Linked DNA regions of Mus musculus: regions 2, 3 and 4 are each linked to region 1. A link is a contact called in public HiChIP or PLAC-seq and promoter capture Hi-C data. All regions are on one chromosome and are shown on one strand. Each heading gives the region's core, a stretch centred on a gene start, on an enhancer-like site or on the middle of the called end of the contact. The rest is flanking DNA. Distances are from core to core; before and after follow the strand shown. Region 1 holds the start of Aatk (apoptosis-associated tyrosine kinase). Region 2 holds the start of Sgsh (N-sulfoglucosamine sulfohydrolase (sulfamidase)). Region 3 holds the start of Alyref (Aly/REF export factor). Region 4 holds the start of A930037H05Rik (RIKEN cDNA A930037H05 gene).

What was found. Promoter capture Hi-C pulls out the DNA fragments that hold promoters and counts their contacts. HiChIP or PLAC-seq counts read pairs in DNA pulled down with a chosen protein or histone mark.
Region 2: a contact with region 1 is called in a promoter capture Hi-C map of embryonic stem cells, with 4 times the contacts expected there. The contact joins the promoter of Sgsh here to the promoter of Aatk in region 1. A contact is called at or near these places in 1 of 39 promoter capture datasets (embryonic stem cells), 2 of 115 datasets of contacts at active chromatin or transcription factors (bone marrow-derived macrophages and pancreatic cancer cells) and 1 of 9 other capture datasets (embryonic stem cells).
Region 3: a contact with region 1 is called in an H3K4me3 HiChIP or PLAC-seq map of embryonic limb bud, with 2.7 times the contacts expected there. The contact joins the promoter of Alyref here to the promoter of Aatk in region 1. A contact is called at or near these places in 2 of 115 datasets of contacts at active chromatin or transcription factors (embryonic limb bud and pancreatic cancer cells).
Region 4: a contact with region 1 is called in an H3K4me3 HiChIP or PLAC-seq map of forebrain, with 3 times the contacts expected there. The contact joins the promoter of A930037H05Rik here to the promoter of Aatk in region 1. A contact is called at or near these places in 5 of 39 promoter capture datasets (the 3T3-L1 cell line, the C10 cell line, embryonic stem cells and 2 more), 7 of 115 datasets of contacts at active chromatin or transcription factors (acute myeloid leukemia, bone marrow-derived macrophages, cardiomyocytes and 4 more) and 2 of 9 other capture datasets (macrophages and pancreatic islet).

Annotation. Positions count from the first base shown.
Region 1 is chr11:120,045,656-120,048,632 of GRCm38.p6, reverse strand. It overlaps Aatk (apoptosis-associated tyrosine kinase), which reads left to right and starts at 1,488. Exons shown (of 14, transcript NM_001198785.1): 1 at 1,488-1,764. The coding sequence starts at 1,683.
Region 2 is chr11:119,353,925-119,356,901 of GRCm38.p6, reverse strand. Sgsh (N-sulfoglucosamine sulfohydrolase (sulfamidase)) reads left to right here and starts at 1,392. Exons shown (of 8, transcript NM_018822.3): 1 at 1,392-1,505. The coding sequence starts at 1,418. Slc26a11 (solute carrier family 26, member 11) reads right to left here and starts at 1,345. Exons shown (of 17, transcript NM_178743.3): 1 at 1,267-1,345; 2 at 1-94. The coding sequence starts at 51.
Region 3 is chr11:120,596,775-120,599,751 of GRCm38.p6, reverse strand. It overlaps Alyref (Aly/REF export factor), which reads left to right and starts at 1,387. Exons shown (of 6, transcript NM_011568.1): 1 at 1,387-1,647; 2 at 1,986-2,117. The coding sequence starts at 1,414. It overlaps Anapc11 (anaphase promoting complex subunit 11), which reads right to left and starts at 1,220. Exons shown (of 3, transcript NM_001038230.2): 1 at 882-1,220; 2 at 384-510. The coding sequence starts at 492.
Region 4 is chr11:119,489,864-119,492,840 of GRCm38.p6, reverse strand. It overlaps A930037H05Rik (RIKEN cDNA A930037H05 gene), which reads left to right and starts at 1,606. Exons shown (of 4, transcript NR_153849.1): 1 at 1,606-1,798. It overlaps Endov (endonuclease V), which reads right to left and starts at 1,494. Exons shown (of 9, transcript NM_001164636.1): 1 at 1,382-1,494; 2 at 885-1,056. The coding sequence starts at 1,437.

The sequences.
Region 1 (2,977 bases), core at 239-2,738:
TCTTGGGGCCCTCCTGCCAACAGGGCCCCTCCGACTAGCAAAATCCCTTTGCTCTCCCAACTTCGGACCCCAAAGGGCTCTGTAACTAGGCCAAGAATGAATGAATAGTAGTATAGCTGGTTGTCCAGGACCCCAGAGCTGCATGCAGGTGACAACCCCTCTTCGTGCCTCGCCTACATGCCGCCAGGCCTGCAGCTTCTTAGCAACGCTGCAAGATGGCGCTGCGGCGGGAGGAGGAGGGGCGCGGGGCACGGCGTCGGTGCCCGGCGCCGCCGCCTGCTCCAAGCGCCCCGGCTGTTCTGCGCTGATGGGGCCAGATGGGGCCAGCCGTTTGTCGCATCGTGGCACAGCTGCAGGCGGTCAGTGCAAAAACAGCACCCCAACCGGTGTAAGCGTGTCCTGACAAGCCACCCCCAAACCTGCGAGTAACCCTGTAACCATGAGTTCCTGGATCCCCCACCTAGTATTTCCTTCCACCATCCGCTACTCAGCAGGACCCCAGCTCTGCACCTCCATGGACACTCCGGTCTGTAACCTCACCTGTGACCCTTGGCCTCCGTGACAACCACCACGAAGTCAGTGACCTCTTGAGATGCCCACAGTCTCAAATCAGCTTCCAGTCTCAGTCGCTCTCCCATCTAGGGCTTGACCCCTCATCCTCATCTCAGCCTCCCCGGACCTTCGACCTCCGTACTCTCCTCTAACCTGCCTGGATGCCCCTGGCCTTCGTCACTCGCAACCATCGGCTCCTTCTTCCAAAACCCCCACCCACTTAGTAGCAGACTTCTTTGGAGCCCCAAAGCCTCGATGACCCCACTGTCTCCATCTCAACACTCCGTGTCCCTCCTCCCTGTCCCGTCCAGTCTCCTTTCCAGTAGCCGAGGCCTGCATACCCTTTCCCTCAGCCCACACCCTTCGTATGCCAAGACCTGCGTGTCCCTTCTCTGCTGTGTCTCCGCTCGGTGCTCCTCAGCTCCCATAGCATCAGCCTCTGTGCCCTCTCCCCAGCCTGCATCCTTTAGTGTCCCACAGCCTGTACCCCTCCTTCTGCCTAGGTCCCCTACCTTTCCCCCAGTCTCCATGCCTCCCAGGCTTCGGCCCCCTCCGTATCATCTGTGCACTCCTACCTCCCCTCCGTGCCCTCAGACTTCATTTGCCCCCCCCCCACCGTAGTCCCAGCTTCCGTGCCCCCTCCCCATCTCTTAGTGTCCCACGACCTACGTGAACCTCCCCTGCCTCTGTCCCCTCTCCGTGTCCCCAGCCTTCGCGCTGCCCAGCCTCTGCGCCCCTGTCTTCATCCCCCCTTATTTCATAGCCCCCCCACCTCCGTGACCCCTCTCCTTCCCTCATTGTCCCACGAACTGCGTGCCCCTCCCCTGCTTTGTCCCAGAAAGTAACCCCCAGCCCCCATCTCCATCCCCCCCTGCTCCCCCCCCCCCACCTCGCGCGCGCTCCCGCGTGTTTTCGGACTGCACCAGCCAGAGCCCCGCGGCGCCGCGGCGGCGGGCGGAGGCGCCTAGTCTGTCGCCGCCCCCACTGGTGCCCGCGCTGCGGCGGTGGCTGGGGGCGCTAGGAGCGGGGGGCCGTGCGCTCCGCACCTGCGGAGGCCGCTGGACGATGATGCCGGAACGCCGGCCCAGGCCGCCGGCGTTCTGAGCTTAAGCGCAGCGCCCGCCCTGGGGATGCTCATCGCGCTGCTGGCCCTGGCCATGTCGTCGTCCTTCTTCAACCCCAGCTTTGCCTTCAGCTCCCACTTCGACCCGGGTGAGTCCGCGCGGCGCCCTCGGAGGCGGCCTTGCGGCTGCGACTGCCCCCCCACCTGTCTCCCTACCGCCGACATGATGCTGCTGGAGCCACGGTTTCCCATTTTGCCTGGAAATTAACCCTTTCTCCGCCCTGAGTCCCCGCAGAAGAACAGGGACCGGCGAGGACCCACTACAGGTCTCCGGAGGTGGGCAGGCCTTGGGGCCAGACCCTGTACAGCCGGCCCCTTCAGCGCTGGCTGGCAGCATCAGCCCCTGCCTCTTTGGATGCCTCCCTGGCACAGGTAACTGGGACAAGAGGGCCTGTGTTGGCCCCAGGTGTCCCGGAGAGAGGTTGCCAGGACTCAGGGCCCTGGGGAGGTGAGGGGTGTTCTGTGAGGCAGGGCAGGAGCCCAGGCCCGCTGTGGAAGCTTGCTCATCCATGTTCTGGTGGAAGGCTCCTTCCTAACCCTGGTGCTGTTTTCTGCAAATCCCTGGCAAGGCAGCGTGCCCATCTCCCTCGGCAGCCTGTGGTGGGTGTGGGGACCGACGAAGACCCTAGCATGAGCCCACCTGAGGTCCCATTCTAGAGAGGTGGTGCTGACTAACTGCACAGGACCTGGGGTCGGGCATCTTGCTCCACCTGGCTAGTGGACACCAGGGTAATGTGTTTACCACAACTGCCTGGCCACGGTGGACAGCTGTGGTGGGCAGAGGGGGCCAGGGCAGCTGTTTCTAATCCTGATTCTGTTTGCTTAGCCTGGGAGGGAGGGGAATGAACCTGTGCCCAGGAGGAGCCTGGAGTCCCACCCACAAGTCCCTGGAGCTTTGGCTTTGGCTGCACAGCCCAAACAAAGCCCGGCTCACATACGATGACTCTCCTGGGTCTCCCTCCTGGAGTGGGGCCAGAATGTGCAGTGATGCACAGAGTCCCCTGGGCAGGGCTGGATCTGAAGGCATTTGCTCCCAGGGAGGGGAGCCGATGGAGCTGTCTATCTGGTATAGGGCTATAAGTGTCCTTTGCTCAGAAATGACTTCCTGGGTGAGCCAAGGGGCTTGGAGGTCACCATTTCACCAGGCAACCAAAGGCACAGAACCTAGGGGTTGTGTCAGTGACCCCTTAAACCCAGGGCGGGAGTAGAGGTGGTATTGAGAAACCACCCAAGGCCCAGACTACCTTTAGGGACAGATATCCAAGGGCAGCATCACCAGTCTCAGGATGTCTCCCATGGCAA
Region 2 (2,977 bases), core at 143-2,642, 690 kb after region 1:
TAGCCTCCTCCTCAGGGCCGTAGCAGAGCAGCAGCATGTGTCTGGTGCCATGTGCAGGCTGGGGGATCTGGTCTGACCCAGACCTTTCACAGAGCTGGGCATGGGTGACATGGAGCAGTGATCAGGGGCTGAGCTTGGGAGAAGGTGGCGTTATCTTCCCAAGGGCGTCAGGAGCATAGCCTGCCTTTTGTGGCAGGGAGGCTGAGCCAGGTGGCTAAGTTTACCAAACCACCATGATCTGGGAAAGGAAGCCAGCAAAATGTGCACATGGGCCTGCACCAAGGATTCAGGGAGGCCTCAGCCTCTCTTTCCCATCTCTGGGCCATAGCCCCTGATCCCAAGCTCTGGTGTCTCTCCACTGTCAACCCCTACCAACCCCCCCTCCCCGCCCCCCGCAAACTAGCTCTTGAGGGGATGCCTAAAGACGACATTTTCACCCCGAAGAACCTGCTCCTTTCTTTTACCCCCTCCCCGGGGAACCTGACTATCCCAGCCCAGAAGAAGCAGGTCCTGCAGGCTCAGGCTTCCTCTGGCCGGCAGAGTGTGTAGGTAGGCAGCCAGGAGGCCCTGAGGAGCCAAGATTTACACCTCACCAAGTGTACACCTCACCACCGCAGAGGGCCACCAAGGTGTTAGGTAGGACTCCACCCACCACTAAGGGCTGCAGTTGGGGGAAAGGGGGTGGGAGTATGTGACATCCCTGAAGTCAAGATTTACCCAGCACCCACTTGTGGCATTCATAGCCCAAGGGTGGGAGGGCTGAAGATTCTACTTTGTTTTCCAAAGACTAACTGAAGCTCTCAAATTAATTCTAGGTACGTAGCATCCGCTAAGATCCTGGCGAACAGACACACACACACACACACACACACACACACACACACACACACACACACACACACACACGTGTCCCAGCCCATAGCTGACTCCTCATTACTGGTCCACACGCCCCAGCCCTGGAAATGACACTCTGGACAAAATCCACTCCTCCCCACCCCCACGCCGCCGCTAGCGCGGGATCCCGGGATCGCGGGGTGGGGTATGGGGGGGGGGGGTTGGGAAACGGAGGCTGAGGTCCCAGTGGGGAACACAAACAAGTCTGAGAACCTGGAGTAAGGCGGCCCGGACTCTAATGGTTTGCGGTAGGGAGGGTTCCCGGAGTAGGGCTCACCCGAGGACTCAGCGCTGGCCCCACAGCTCCTGGTGACCCCAGCCCACACCGCCACACACTCCCTCTCTCCATCACAAGGACCCAGATTCACCCACCGGACGCTGAGACTCAGGGTCTTCCGAAGTGGCGGTAGCTGAGTCCGCAGGAATCTCAGAAACAGAGTGGGCAGGACATGGGCGGGGCCTGCCGTGCACGTGACCGTGGGGAGCGGACGAGCCGGAACCGCTTACCCTGACCGGCGCCGCCATGCACTGCCCGGGACTGGCCTGCTGCACAATTCTGTTGGTCCTGGGACTCTGCGGCGCGCACTCGCGCAACGTGCTACTGATAGTTGGTGAGTGCCGCCGTCCCTGGCACGGCCACCTGCTGCTGCTCCCAGAAGCGGCCACTGGGCTCTTCCCCGCCACTGGCCCATGCTGACCCCGGCGCGCCAATTCCTTGCCGAGCCTCCTGTTGCAGGTCTCTTCCTGGTGACTCTAAATGCGTCTGGCCCTCCCGCTTCTGCCATCCCCAAGCTGGCCAGCATTCCCACATCTGTAGTCAAAGCTGCCAAGGAGACCCGGTGGACCCCGGCTACTCATGCAGACCTCTGATAAGGTTCCAGAAATGAGAATAGCCTGAGTCCCCGAGTTTTTGCAGGATGCCCTGGTCAGTTCTCTTAGCTCCTGGCCCAAAAGTACAGTACTCCAATGCCCACGCAAACCACCAAGTTCCTCCTGCATTCATGAGACTTCCTGTTTGGGTGATCAGTGCCTGGCTTGTGACAGCCCAGGCCTTCTGAGGTCTGGCTCTGGGCCAGGCCCACTCTTCTGATAAACTTTGTGGTATCTGGGCAAGCCAGTTGGTTAATTGTAACATAAACAGTGCTGTCTTTGCAGCACTACCCCCAATCTCTCCAAGGATAGTCTCGAAGATCGGCCTAGGGTGTATATCCACCGGATAGGATTGGCGCTGGAATCCTCTGGAGCCAGTTCGTGTGGCTCTGGAACTTCGGTCCTGTCTCAGCTTGGACAGCCATCACAACAAAACCTGGCAGTCTCAGGGCTAGAGAGGTGGCTCAGTGGTTAGGAGAAGTGGCTGCTCTTCCAGAGGACACAGGTTCAATACTCAGAACCCACATGGCGGCTCACAGGGATCTGTAACTGTTGTATATGTACATGCAGGGAAAATACGGACAAAGCAGAAAATAGAGTCACACTCACGCATGCACACATGCACGCCACACTACAGGCCAGGTTTTTAACAAACCAATGTAAGTCTAACAATTTCATTATATGGAGAGACTGGGTTCAGAGAGCCGGCTCCTCCCTCTGTTTCTGGGGAGGCCTTCCTGGATTGTTGATGACACCTGTCTCATTTCCAAACCTGACAGAGAAATGCCACAGTCCTGTTCGATTGGACCCCACCCTCACTTAACTGTTGAAGACTGGATTCAGATAATGACAGCAGGAATTTTAGGACTGAATGATCAGGGTCAGAGGCAAGAGCTGAGACCTCTGTGTGCAAGCAGCATGGCTTCCTGGCATGCAACAGAAGGCACACGTAACACAACCACTCCTGCCTGTCCTCCCATCTGTCCTCCTGGCTGTCCTCTTGCCTGTTCTCCCATCTGTCCTCCCTCCTGTCCTCCATCCTGTCCTTCTGCCTGTCTTCCTCCCTGTCCTTCTGTCTGTCTACCTCCCTGTCCTCCCATCTATTCTCCTGGCTGTCCTCTTGCTTGTCCTACTGCCTGTCCTCCCACCTATCCTCCCGTCTGTCCTCCCGCCTGTTCTTCTGTCTGTCCTTCCGCCTGTTCTCCTGTCTGTC
Region 3 (2,977 bases), core at 138-2,637, 550 kb before region 1:
GTCAGGGCTTTTCTTTGTAGCCCTGGTTATCCTGGAACTTGCACTGTTTGGCTTTTTGTTTTTGTTTTGTTTTGTTTTTTGTTTTTTTTTCAAAACAGGGTTTCTCTGTGTAGCCCTGGCTGTCCTGGAACTCCCTCTGTAGATCAGGCTGGCCTTGAACTCAGAGATTCACTTGCCTCTGCCTCCAGAGTGCTGGGATTAAAGGCGTGCAACACCACTGTCCGGTGGGGTTTCGGTTAGGGTTAGGTAACTTGTCCTGTTGACCAGGCTAAACTCAAACTCAGAGATCCTCCAGTCTCTGCCTACCCAGTGCTGGGAAACCTAGGGATTTTTAGGCTGGTGGAGTAGGCTAAAGTTCTGAGAGCGCATAGGAAGACACTTACAGTCTGGACAGCAGCCATTAAACGCCATCCTGCAGATGCCGCAGTTCTCATCATTGGCTACCCAGAGCCAAGTGGCCACACCATTCCAACATTTAATTTTCACCTTCATGACAACAGAGCCTGTGACCTGAGGGAAGAGGATGACCTGGAGTTAGTACGGAATACGAAAGCACCTAAGCTCAAAGTCATGGAGCTGCGGCAAGTGCTGCACTCGTCAAGAACGGCATCTTCCAAAATTCCGTGCGTCCCGACCAAAAAGAAAGAAAAAGGCACGTGTTTGTCTTTAAAGACGGCAAGGAGAGCCTGTGGGATTAATGGCACGAGTTTATTTTGCCACCTTTAAGGATGCCTTTAAAGATCTGCACTCATGTAGTCTGGCACGGTGGCACACGCCTCTAATCCCGGGGCAGAAGCAGATCAGCCAAACAGGAAACGAAAACAAACAAAAAAACAAAAACAAAACCTCCGCATCCACGCAAAACATTGGTTTTCACTAACCAGGGCCTCGCTTTTAAAGATATGGAAAGAGTGACTGTCACTAATCCGCGAAGTTAAAGCAGGGGTGAGGACGCCAGCTCGTCAGGAGACCGAGCCTTCGAGCAAAAACAACCAAGTCGGACCCACGGACCGGCCGGGACCCCCACGATCGCACGGTGAGGAGGGACGCGGGACGCGCACACTGCGCTGCACCCAGGCGACGCCCGAGGATCTTCCGGCCTCCCAGGGAGGCGCCCGCAGGCCCCGCCCCCTGCTCGCCCTCGCACCTCCGCGGCCTAATCACGAGGCGCCCCGCCCTTCCGTTGCCTCCGCGCGGGAATGTATAAAAACGACCGCGCCGCGTCGGGCTCCTCCGAAGTAGCGCCAGCCACCGCGGCGAGCCGTACGCAGGCGCTCTGCGGAATCGCGCGCGCCCAGACCAATCGCCGCTCGCTTCGGGCCCGCGACGCCGGAAGGCAGGGGGAGGCGCCGGAAGTGACGCCGCGGCGTGCTGACGCGCGGGCTCGATCCGAGGCCCGAATCCGCGCCCGCCATGGCCGACAAAATGGACATGTCTTTGGACGACATCATTAAGCTGAACCGGAGCCAGCGAGGAGGCCGCGGCGGGGGCCGGGGTCGCGGCAGGGCCGGCTCCCAGGGCGGCCGCGGCGGCGCAGTGCAGGCCGCCGCGCGGGTGAATCGAGGCGGCGGGCCTATGAGGAACCGGCCCGCCATCGCCCGCGGCGCCGCAGGCGGCGGCAGGAACCGGCCGGCGCCGTACAGCAGAGTGAGTGCGGGGACCTGCGGCGCGGGCCGGGGAGGGTGCGCCCGGGCCGGCCGGGACCGGGTGAGCGTCCCGCGCGGGACCGCGGCCGAGGGGTGGGCGGGGGCGAGGCCGTCCCGAGGCCAGGATCTTCCGGGACGCTTTGTCCGGTCGTGGTCCAGCCTCGTGGCGGCGGGGGCCGCTGCGAGAGAACTTGGGTGTCCGTAGCGGAGCGGCGGGGCTGGGGGACTCTCGGGGCTCCTCGACCTTGGCCGCGGGGCCGACGGGAGAGCGTCGCCGAGGTGTCGCGGGCTCCCGGGACGAGTCTCACGAGTGTCTCTGTGCTTACGGTTTCTCTCCAGCCGAAACAACTTCCCGACAAATGGCAGCACGACCTCTTCGACAGCGGCTTCGGGGGTGGAGCCGGCGTGGAGACCGGCGGGAAGCTGCTGGTGTCCAACCTGGACTTCGGAGTGTCAGATGCTGATATTCAGGTAGGAGACGGGAGCTCTCCGCTTTCCTCGTCCCACGCGGACGTGGGCTCCAGGATCCTTTACAGATTGGAACCTGCCCTCCCCTAGGCTGCCCAGAGCCAGCCACTGTCACCCTGAGAGCCTTGGCCTCAGAAAAAGTAGGGTTTGAGCACGACCCCATAAGCCAGGCTGCAGGAAGATGTCACACACTGTGTGTGTATGTGTGTGTGTGCGCGCGCCCCCCTAAAAATGAGTCCTGTCTGCTGTCCAAACTGTGAGCGCCTGCCCTGTGCCAGAGCTTACAGTTTCTAACCTGCACAGACTGGCCACAACTCCGGTCCCAGCATGACCGAAAGGTGCTTGCTTCTCAGATTTATGCTCGATATGGTGAACTGATAGGAGAAGGAAGTCCAGCATCTCCCAGATGCTGAGAAAGGTGGCTGAGAGTATCTTCCAGCCTGCGTCTCTGTGCTGGATCTTAACTGGCGATCTTTCCTGGGTCTTACCTGGGTCATGGTTCTCCATGCCTTCGAAATATTTTTTTTCTCTTCCCCTCCCTTCTTGGATTTTGTGTCTTTTTAAATTTCTTTATAAACTGGACCTCAGAGGCATTTAGAGTTCTCTGGTTACAAGGCATAATTTTGGGAATTAGCTTTGATATAGCCAGAACTGAGTCAGGTGTGCTGGGCCTTTCTGGGTACCGTTCCCCAGAGCCCAGCTGTTTGACCTCCCCATGGGAGAAAAGAACAAGGCTGGTGAGCACTCACAGTGTCTCAACACTTCTTTTTTTTTTAAGATTTATTTATTTATTTTTATGGATTTGAGTACAGTGTCACTCTCTTCAGAGACACCTGAAGAGGGCATCAGATCCCATTATAGAT
Region 4 (2,977 bases), core at 357-2,856, 560 kb after region 1:
ACTTCCTACTCTAAGTCATGGCCCTAATACAGGGAAAGGAGGTGAAAAATCCAATGATCCCTGAGCCCACCCCAAGCTCAGGACTTGAGATCCCACAAATCCTCATTCTGGAAATCTCTGCCCTGAGAAGCTCTGTCCCCTCAGAAATCCTATAAAAGCACTGCCCCTTTGTCCAGTTTCCTGCTGTCTGCCCCCCCCCCCCCCCCCCCCCCCCCGAGAGCAGAGGGCAGCCATTCCTAGATTAGTCCCTCCTCCTCCTCCTGGAGTCTTCCCTCCAATAAATCTCTTTCATAAAATTTCCTGCTTGGTGTAACTCTCCTGTCAGAAAAGAAGCAAGGAAGAGAAGAGAAGAGAAGAGAAGTGGAGAGAGCGGGGCTGAGGCTTCCTCTCAGAGCTGTGTGGTTCCCGGGTCCTTGTGTCTCACGATGCCTTTCCATTGGGACACCTTTCCCCTCAGAATTTTAAGGTCCCTGGGCTTCCGAGTCCCTTCCATCTGATCAGAAACACAACAACCAGACCTGGAATTGTCTGTCGATCCTTTAAAAACTACTTTTAATTCACCATTTGTGTACATATATGTAGACCCGTGGGAGTTTATGTACATCACAAGCATCCTGGTGCCCATATTTCCTCTGCTTTTTGCTTTTGAAAACTTTTCTTCAAAGGCATTCCAATCTATTCATTACACTCTACAAACGGGGTGGAAGTGTATCAGTCCCTTGCCTAACACATTCGAGGGCCTGAGTCGGCTTCCTAGCATCAAATATATATATATACACTACGGGGTGCAAGTATTAAAAAAAAAAAGTAAATTTTATAAAACTGGACCCTGGCTCTCTGCCTACGATCGAACTGCACCGGGCGCAACATCCCACCCGGGTTACCTTGAGCTCGGGGTAGCTCAGCACTACCAGGGAAGCGCAGGCCCGGACACTGTCCCCTTTCACGAAGGACACATCCACGCCCCCGACCTTCTGCAGGCCCGAGAAGCTGGGGTCCCGCTGCCAGGCCTCCGTGTCCCGATCCACCACGCGCGCTTTCAGCCGGGCTTGTTCCCTAATAGGACACGAACATCAAACGGGCTCAGGGCCCATGGGAAGAGCGCGACGCTCGGGGCGTCCCCCCTCCCAGCCCACCCTCTCTCCTTTTTGTCCATCAAGCCACACTGAGAAGGAAAAGCTCTCGGCGATGGGAATCCCCGGTACCGGAAACGAGGACCACGCCCACAAAGGCTGGCTGCAACTTCCGGCAGCCGGCGGCCCGGAGCAGGCCTGTGCCGCAGCACCGAGGGTCAGTTTCCCAGCCGCCACAGGGGCTGTGAGGTCGGAGGTCACTGGAGAAGGCCACCCCCTTGGCTAATGCACGACCCCGACCCCATTACCCTTTCCACAGCGACAGGGTTTCCTCTGGCGGCCGCTCAGCGGCCGTGTGAGCCATGGCTAGCGCCTCGAGGCTTTGAGGACGTCACTTCCGGAGCGCCGGCGCCGAGCTGTTAGCCTCGCTCGTTTAGCGTCCCTCCGCTTCAGCTGAGGTTGCCGCCACCAGGGGCCGCTGTCACAGCAGTGCTGGGCGCCGAGCGCTGACTTCTTCCCGCGCGACTCTCTCAGATGCCGGCGTCCCGTCCCGTAGGTGGGTTGGCGCACAGGTTTGGGAAATGCAAGCCCAGCTCTGCGCCTTACCTGGCGCCTCCAGCCCTCCAGCAGCTTCGGCCCCGCTCTGAAAAGATTGGCCAGCAGTTGCATCCCTCGCACACACGGAGCCCTGAGCCCTGGGGTAACGCGGTTCCAATTACTGCCAGGTTCGGGTCCGCACATCGACACATTGCGTATGAGCACGCGCTTGCGGAGCAGAAAACCTCTGTGCAAACTTGAGACACCTTTGCAGCATAGATTTTTTCAGTTGTACCGATTGTGAGAAATTAGTCCGGAATAAGAACTCAAAAACCAGTGAAGTCGAGGGTCCTGGGCGTGGGCGCACTCCATTAATTCCAGCATTTGAGTAAAGAGGATCCCTGAATACGAGGCCAGCCTGGTTTACAGTAATTGAGTTCTAAGACAACCAGGACTACACGGAGAAATCCCATTTCGAAAAAACAAAAACAAAGGATCCTCCAGACCAGGGTGTGTGTGTGTGTTAGTTAGGGTTCTTCTAGAGGAAGAGAACCGATAGAAAATACATAAAGGGGATTTAGAGCTTGCCATAAGCAGGCAAAAAACAAAAGCTTCCTTCTTTCATGTCTTTTTATACAGGCTGCCACCAGAAGGTGTGTCCTAGATAGAGGGCAGGTATCTGGACTCTTAGGTTTTAGTTCATTCCAGATATAGCCAAGTCCACAAACAAGATTAGGCACTACAGGGTGTCAACCCAAAACAAAACGCAAAGTTGGCTATGCTCAACGATTTGGTGCAGAACTGTAGTTTTTATATTCTTGATTGCATTAGTCTGCCTCATTCATTTCCTGCTGGGTGAGTACTTAATGAGGACCAGTCTTTCTGTTTCTAGTATAGGTCTCTTACCCCAAATACCCATCCTGTCCGTTTAGTACCCAGAGCCTTACCTAATGTGTATCTCCCTCTCAATGACATGAGCTCAGCAGACTGTAGTGTTTTTTTTTTTTCTTAGAGATTTATTTTCATTCTTGTAAGTCTGGTAACGAATGCAGGTGCCCACGGAGACCAGAAGAGTTAGATTCCCCTGGAGCTCAAGTTACAGGAGCCTGTGGTCCTCTTGACATGGGTGCTAGGCATTGAATTTGGGCCCTCTGAAACAGCAGCACATATTTGGCAATTGCTGAACCAGCTCTCCAGCTCTAGATTGTAGCCTTTTGTTTGTCTTTACCTTAAGACAAAAGAGCCAAGGCCAGCAGGTACCAGCAGGAAGGACTGGGGTTTGCGACCTCTTGCTTTTTTATGATCTGGTAAACTTAAGTGTATCTAAGGTACCTTCTCTGGTATTAGAAACGGATGGTTCATATTTT